Regions from separate parts of the Mus musculus genome. Here region 2 is linked to region 1. A link is a contact called in public Hi-C data. All regions are on one chromosome and are shown on one strand. The core of a region is the stretch at or near the end of the contact, and the rest is flanking DNA. Distances in the headings are between cores, read along the strand shown. Region 1 has its middle 33 kb from the start of Gm42406. Region 2 has its middle 13 kb from the start of Gm6268.

Region 1 (3,043 bases), core at 218-2,717:
GACAGCCATATCCTTGGAGCTTGTTGGCCAGCCTGCCAGACTAAAATGGCAAGCTTTTGGTTCCCTGGGAGACTCTGTCTCAAAAAGAAAAATAAGGCAGGAAGCCATAGCAGAAGACTATCTGACATCCTCCTCTGGCCCCTGCATACAGGTTCATGCGCATGTGCACGCCCTCCTTCCCATATATACATACCCCTCTCACACACACAGGAATGAAGGTTCTAGAGCCTGATAGCCTAGTGGGTACAGCTCTCATGTTTCTTACTAGAATGAGCTTGGGGACGCTATCTAATCTCCCAATGCCTTAACTTTGTCACTTGGAAAACAAGAAAAAGATAAAGGAAGTTAAACGTAGAATTGCAGAGTACTCAAGTGGTAAATGCTAATCTTGTCTCTAGTGAAATGGTTTCATGAGCACCATGGGTATTCCAGGGCCTGTTTTCGCCTGTGAACTAGTGAGGAAGGGAGAGTGAAGCCTGCTCCCTGCTCTCAGAAAACCCATAAGCTAGTGATGAAGGCGAGGGTGAGGATGTCTAGACAGAGCCTGGCAGAGGCAAGGACTGAATTTGTGGGAGGGACTGGCAGAAGGAAGAGGCAGGAAAACAAGATTTTATAGGAAATGGAAAGCTTGACCTTGGCGTCTCCTGGACAGTCCTGAGACACTGATATGTAATAAACATCAAAAGCCCCCTAGTGCTTCATAAGAAATAGGTCCTGCACCAAATTTCTCCCGCAGGTTTTCTTTACCAAGACCAGTTAACTAGAGCCTCCATTCTGTATTTTGAAAATCAGAGAAATCCCAGACTAACATCACACAGTTAGACACTCACAAGTGTAAACACGGTTTTGAATATTTTTCCTTAGGAGATTCCACTTTTCTTTTGTGGTTAAGCCAGAGGATCCCCAAAGGCAGTGGGCTACATTTTACACATCTCCGTTCTGTCCCCTTCTTCCTTCCAAACACTTATATTTTGAAAAGCCTCACATTTACATTTTTCTTATTCAGTTGACGGAAAGTGTCTAGACCTGGAGATTATAGTTCAGAGATAACATGCTTGCATAGCATGTACAAGGTCCTGGATTCAAACTCTATATAACACACACACAAACACTAGCAACAACAACAAAACCTGGGCCCTTTTTCTAACTCACACACTTAGTAGGGGTTTCCCAGATGTGGGAGGACTCACTCTGTGTTTAAATTATTGCGATCAAGGACAGGGTGTGGGTAAAGGGAAATCCTTTATTGGTCTGTCTCTCAGAAAAACCAATGAAGCCATTGAAGCTTGTCTGGTTCCCCCAAGTAGTTAAAAAGAACAATAGAATCAAGAGTTCCTGGTGTTCTCTGGAGCTGATTTTGGCAGATGATAAGCAGCTTGTAAAAGGGCTTATTATTTGAGTAGAGCTTTGGCTGCCTGACTTTTAAGGTTGATTATTTATTTCTCATGTTGTATAACAGGAGCATTGGGCAATGCTCAGGAGACGCCTTCCGGGTCAGCGATGTAAGGGCTTCCGACCCAACTGTCCCCTCCCAGCAGAACTGGCCTCTGGCCACAGAGTAAGGGAACCAGGCTGGGTGTCTTGTCTCGACTCTGTCCACCAGACAGGCTTTCTCACTGGTTTCCTTAGATGTTGAAAACATCAACATTCCCCGCTAGTCCCAAGAAAAACATTTCTCTGTGCGTTTAAGTTCTTAGACCTTCACTGGTAGCATGACCTGCTTTGGAAAGATTTTTTTTTTTTGAATACAGAGCTTGGTTATTTTCAATAAGCCACTGTTATGGGGCCCCTGCAACTCAGTGAGTAGAGGCTTTCTAACTGGGTAGTATGAAAATCAGCCACAAGTTTTCTGTCTGCAAAGGGTGCAAGGCGGAAGTTGTCACTGGCCTTTTTGTTCAGAGCTGTAAAGCATTGCACTTCCTTGCTGAGACAGGATTCCGTAGCTTACTGAGAGATCCAGAGCTAACTTTAGACATTTCAGTGGAAGGAAGTTCTTTTTTTTTCTCCCTATGCTAAACTTTAAAAATGGGTTGGGCCTGATCCCACAAGCAATTGAAATAGTTTCAATAGTGAAAAACCTAGTTGCTTCTCTGTCTGTCTGTCTGTCTGTCTGTCTGTCTGTCTCTCTCTCTGTGTCTGTCTGTCTGTCTGTCTTCTTTTTCTTTTGTCTGTTTTTCTAATAGGAACCAGAATTTTGGAGGCCGTTCTGTATATAGATGCTGGGAATCATCATTTGTATTAGGGCTGTCAGCGACATGGGAAAGAGCAGTAGGAGGTGATGGGACCCAGGGGGAGATTTCGTGAGCTACTCGATGAATTTTGGATGATGTCTGATATTAGGAAGCTGTGTATCTCTGAGAGAGGTTGCCTTGACCTTGGAGTTACTATTTCAAGAAGACCCTCTCTCCCTCAGAGACAGTGTTTTATTGACGAATGACTTGAAGATGTTAAAGACAATCATCCAGGCAGAATTTACTTCTCTAAAAGCAACTGTACCTAAGCACTGAAATCTTTCACATTCTACATTGATGACTATTTTGGCTCCTACTTTAGCCAAAAGAGGCTAGATTCGGATACAGAAATGAGCAACATGGGCTTATGTGTTTTATACATAAATTTTGGTGTAAACTAGTTGGCCCTCTTCTATCACACAAAGAAAAAGACAGCTGAAAGTTCCCATGCTTTAGTTGCCTAAAGGTGACACATACAACTTCTGCATACATTTTATTGACAAGCATTGGGTCCTTCACTTCAGTCTAACTGCAAGGGATGTGAGCTATGAAGAGGTGTACCTGTTAGATTTGCTGGCTATTGATGCTTTGCTGCATTCTCTGGGTACCAACTCATCATTGATTTCACACCCCATTTACAGGGAATAGATGAATGATGCTGACTTTCCTTAAGACAGAGACTGAACCAAGTGAGCACCAAGCCACTTCTCTGTCCCACAGACAGGGCTTGCCTCACTTATGGAGAGGCAACAGAAGAGGTATGACTGGCCCATTTGTCATAGACAGTTTTCTTTTCCCCCTTCATTCTCATC
Region 2 (2,855 bases), core at 48-2,547, 160 kb after region 1:
AGAGTACAATGGGAGTTTGGGAATGGGAGAAACATAGGAATGATGCCCGCATACTCCTCAAATCAGAGCTAGCAGGTCTTCATCCACTTGTGACTGGTTCTGTTTCTTGGTTATCTGTTTCTTGGCATAGGAAAACGTATATCTGAAGTCCCTGCCATTGACTGCTTGGCAGTATTTTTACAGGGAAGCTGAGATTGCAGTAAAAATGCGTCCATTTCAAGCACCGCTTTTGGGAAACACACTTGAGTGGCTCTCGTGGTCTGAAAATTATTTAACAATCCTAATCATTTCATATGAAAGAGAAGTTATGCTCTGAAATGCCGTTAGGGCAGAGGAAACAGCTTTGACCTAAATTTTATTTTATTCTGCCCCTCTTTCTGCACAAAGCTTCCCTGGTGTCGCCTGATCAACACAGAACTCTCCGTGAGAAGGCCTGGTGAATCAAGAATTGCAGGTGGCCTTTCAAAATCCATTTTCCCAACTGGGTTTCCTTGTCTGGCCTCAGTGGGTGAGAATGCACCTAGCTCCACGGAGACTTGATATGCCAGGGTGGGGGGATACCCGGGGGCCCCCACCTGCTCAGAGGAAAAGGGGAGGGACTGTGAGGGGGTCTGGGAAAGAAGGGCCATGGAGTTTATCACACATTCCTCTCAGCTGTGTTCTTGCTCCATTTGTTAGTGATCTTCTGTCTCTCAAACAGGCCGTTCACTTCTTGATAATAAGGCTATCTGTACTCATATGAAATTTTCAAAATACAACTGAGAATGGGCCAAGGGAGCATGTCATAAAATCCATGTCCTTATTAAGCTTTTAAGAAACATTCAGAAGTGAGGGGTGGCAAAACAGCGAAGTGGGTACAAGGAATTGCTGCCAACACTAACGACAAGCTTGGTCCCTAGCACGCATACTGCAGAAGGAGAGACCCAACTCTGCAGATTGTCCTATGATCTCAACACATGCATTATAACACATACCCACAGACATTTACACAAATAAATAAGTGTTAATCATAAAGGAAGAAAAAAAGCAATAATCACCCAGAAGGGAGTTCCTTTCATGAACGTCAGCTGTAATTTTTCTGCAGGCACTAAGACCATAAGTAAATTACGCTGAGCTTTGTATTTAACCAGACTAAAATCTGGACCTTTTTCCCTTGGGCCCTTTGCCATAATCACAGAGAAAACTCAGTCTTGGGCGAATGTCTGTTGGGAGGTAGAAAGACGAGGCCCAAGTGTTGGTGTGGGAAAAGCAGTGAGGATAGCTGAGTCACCTCCCTCACTGGAGGGTGACCAGGAAAATAGGAAATTACTATGCACAGTGGATTGTGGGATTGTGTTTTGTTGCCAGCTGGTGAGTGGCAGAGCTGGAATAAGAACCCAGGCAGCTGGCTCTACAAGCTGTGTTCTCAACTCCCAGGCTAGACAACCTCTCAGGAGAGTCAGGGACTCTCTGTCTCTGTGCCTGTCTGTCGTTTCACTCCCAGTTCCTAACAGACAATAGCTGTTAAAAAAAAAAAAGGCTTGTGCAAAGAAGTCCCTCTTCTGTCCCTACAGTTCCTTATGATTATTGTCTCTGTCATTTCAGATGCTATTGCTTCCGGAATTTTTCAAATGAATCTGTACAAGAAGATTGTCTCTGCATTTGGTGATTGTCTTAATCATTTGGTGACACTGTCAACACACACACACACACACACACACACACACACACATTCCATCAAAATGAGTTTCCTGCTTATTGCACTGAGGGAGACCATAGAGCACTAACTGAAGCAGCTCAACCCCAGGATATTATGGGATTTGGACTTTGGTTGGGTGGTTTGGAGGAAGTGAGTTGTGGTTTGCTCTAGATTGGGCGTGTCAGAAGGCACACACGTTCTGTAACAAGAGGATCTTGATAAAATCTTATTCAGTAAGAGGGCAGACTAGACCAGAGCTAAAGGTCTATGGGGCAAGCAGCAGCAGGCACACAGGATCTGGGAGAGGGGTGTTTTGTCACTGCAGTGGCTTGGGCAGTATTCATAGTCTGTCTGAATTCAGACATTATAGAGTGCTCTTGCTTTTGTCTGGATCCATCATAGTCACAGAGCTGCCTTGTCTGATGCTGGCGTCCTGTGTTATTATGTTCAGCAGAACACCAAGACCTACTTTAGTGTCGCAACCATTGCCAGAGCAGCTCCTAGCAACCTCAGGGCCTAGCTGATAGCTCTACTTCCACTCCTGAATGGAAAAAAAAATGCTTTTTTCTTATTCAGATCACCCTTTCCCAAGAAAGTTTTTTTGCAGGGAGCTTTCTTAGGTGTGCTGTTTGAGTGGACTCTTGGTTGTTCTCACCACGTAGGCATGCCTATCTCCAAGCCTGTGTTCTCTTATCCTCACCAAACTGATGTGTCTCCATCTACCCAGCCCATGACACATTTCTGAGCTAACAGCCTAGCCTGTTGCTGTGATAAACACCATAGCCAAAAGTCACTTGGGGAGAGGGTCCATTCCAGCTTCAAAATTACAGCCCATCATCAAGGGAAGCCATAGTGGAACCTGGAGACAGGAACTGAAGCAGAAGCCATGGAAGAGCACTGCTTTTAGCCCGCTCCCAAACACATGTTCAGTTACCTGTCTATGACAATGTATGTGCACCCTCGTTTGACTCCCAGAAGGTCAGTGCTATGATGTGGCAATATTTTGCCAAGCAGTACCAAATGCCCTTTTGAAAGTGAATTAGCTCAGTGCATGGACTAGTGGCCTGAACTGCACAGGGAATTGTTTGGTTGCTGGCATAGGGCTTCCTGAGCTAGACTTGATGTTCATTTTCTTTAGTTACAGTCATTTTCATTTGCAATGCCACCATCAATGACT

The links. Hi-C and Micro-C count contacts between places; a contact is called where the count stands out from the background.
Region 2: a contact with region 1 is called in a Hi-C map of bone marrow-derived macrophages, with 7 times the contacts expected there. The contact joins two enhancer-like sites. A contact is called at or near these places in 1 of 39 promoter capture datasets (neural stem cells), 7 of 15 datasets of contacts at CTCF or cohesin (CD8 T cells, embryonic stem cells, hippocampal excitatory neurons and 3 more), 226 of 484 Hi-C or Micro-C datasets (the 3T3-L1 cell line, 3T3-L1-derived adipocytes, the 63-12 cell line and 117 more), 19 of 115 datasets of contacts at active chromatin or transcription factors (CD8 T cells, PVALB interneurons, Th17 cells and 14 more) and 3 of 9 other capture datasets (adipose tissue, liver and pancreatic islet).

What each region holds. Positions count from the first base shown.
Region 1 is chrX:36,227,569-36,230,611 of GRCm38.p6, forward strand. No RefSeq gene overlaps it. Among named protein-coding and RNA genes, the nearest start is that of Gm42406, 33 kb to the left of the region's middle. Within about 2 kb of position 1,468, at least 16 of the 459 cell types and tissues checked have an H3K27ac peak or open chromatin away from gene starts, as enhancers often do. A contact at or near this core is called in bone marrow-derived macrophages, where this site is marked.
Region 2 is chrX:36,388,849-36,391,703 of GRCm38.p6, forward strand. No RefSeq gene overlaps it. Among named protein-coding and RNA genes, the nearest start is that of Gm6268, 13 kb to the right of the region's middle. Within about 2 kb of position 1,298, at least 34 of the 459 cell types and tissues checked have an H3K27ac peak or open chromatin away from gene starts, as enhancers often do. A contact at or near this core is called in bone marrow-derived macrophages, where this site is marked.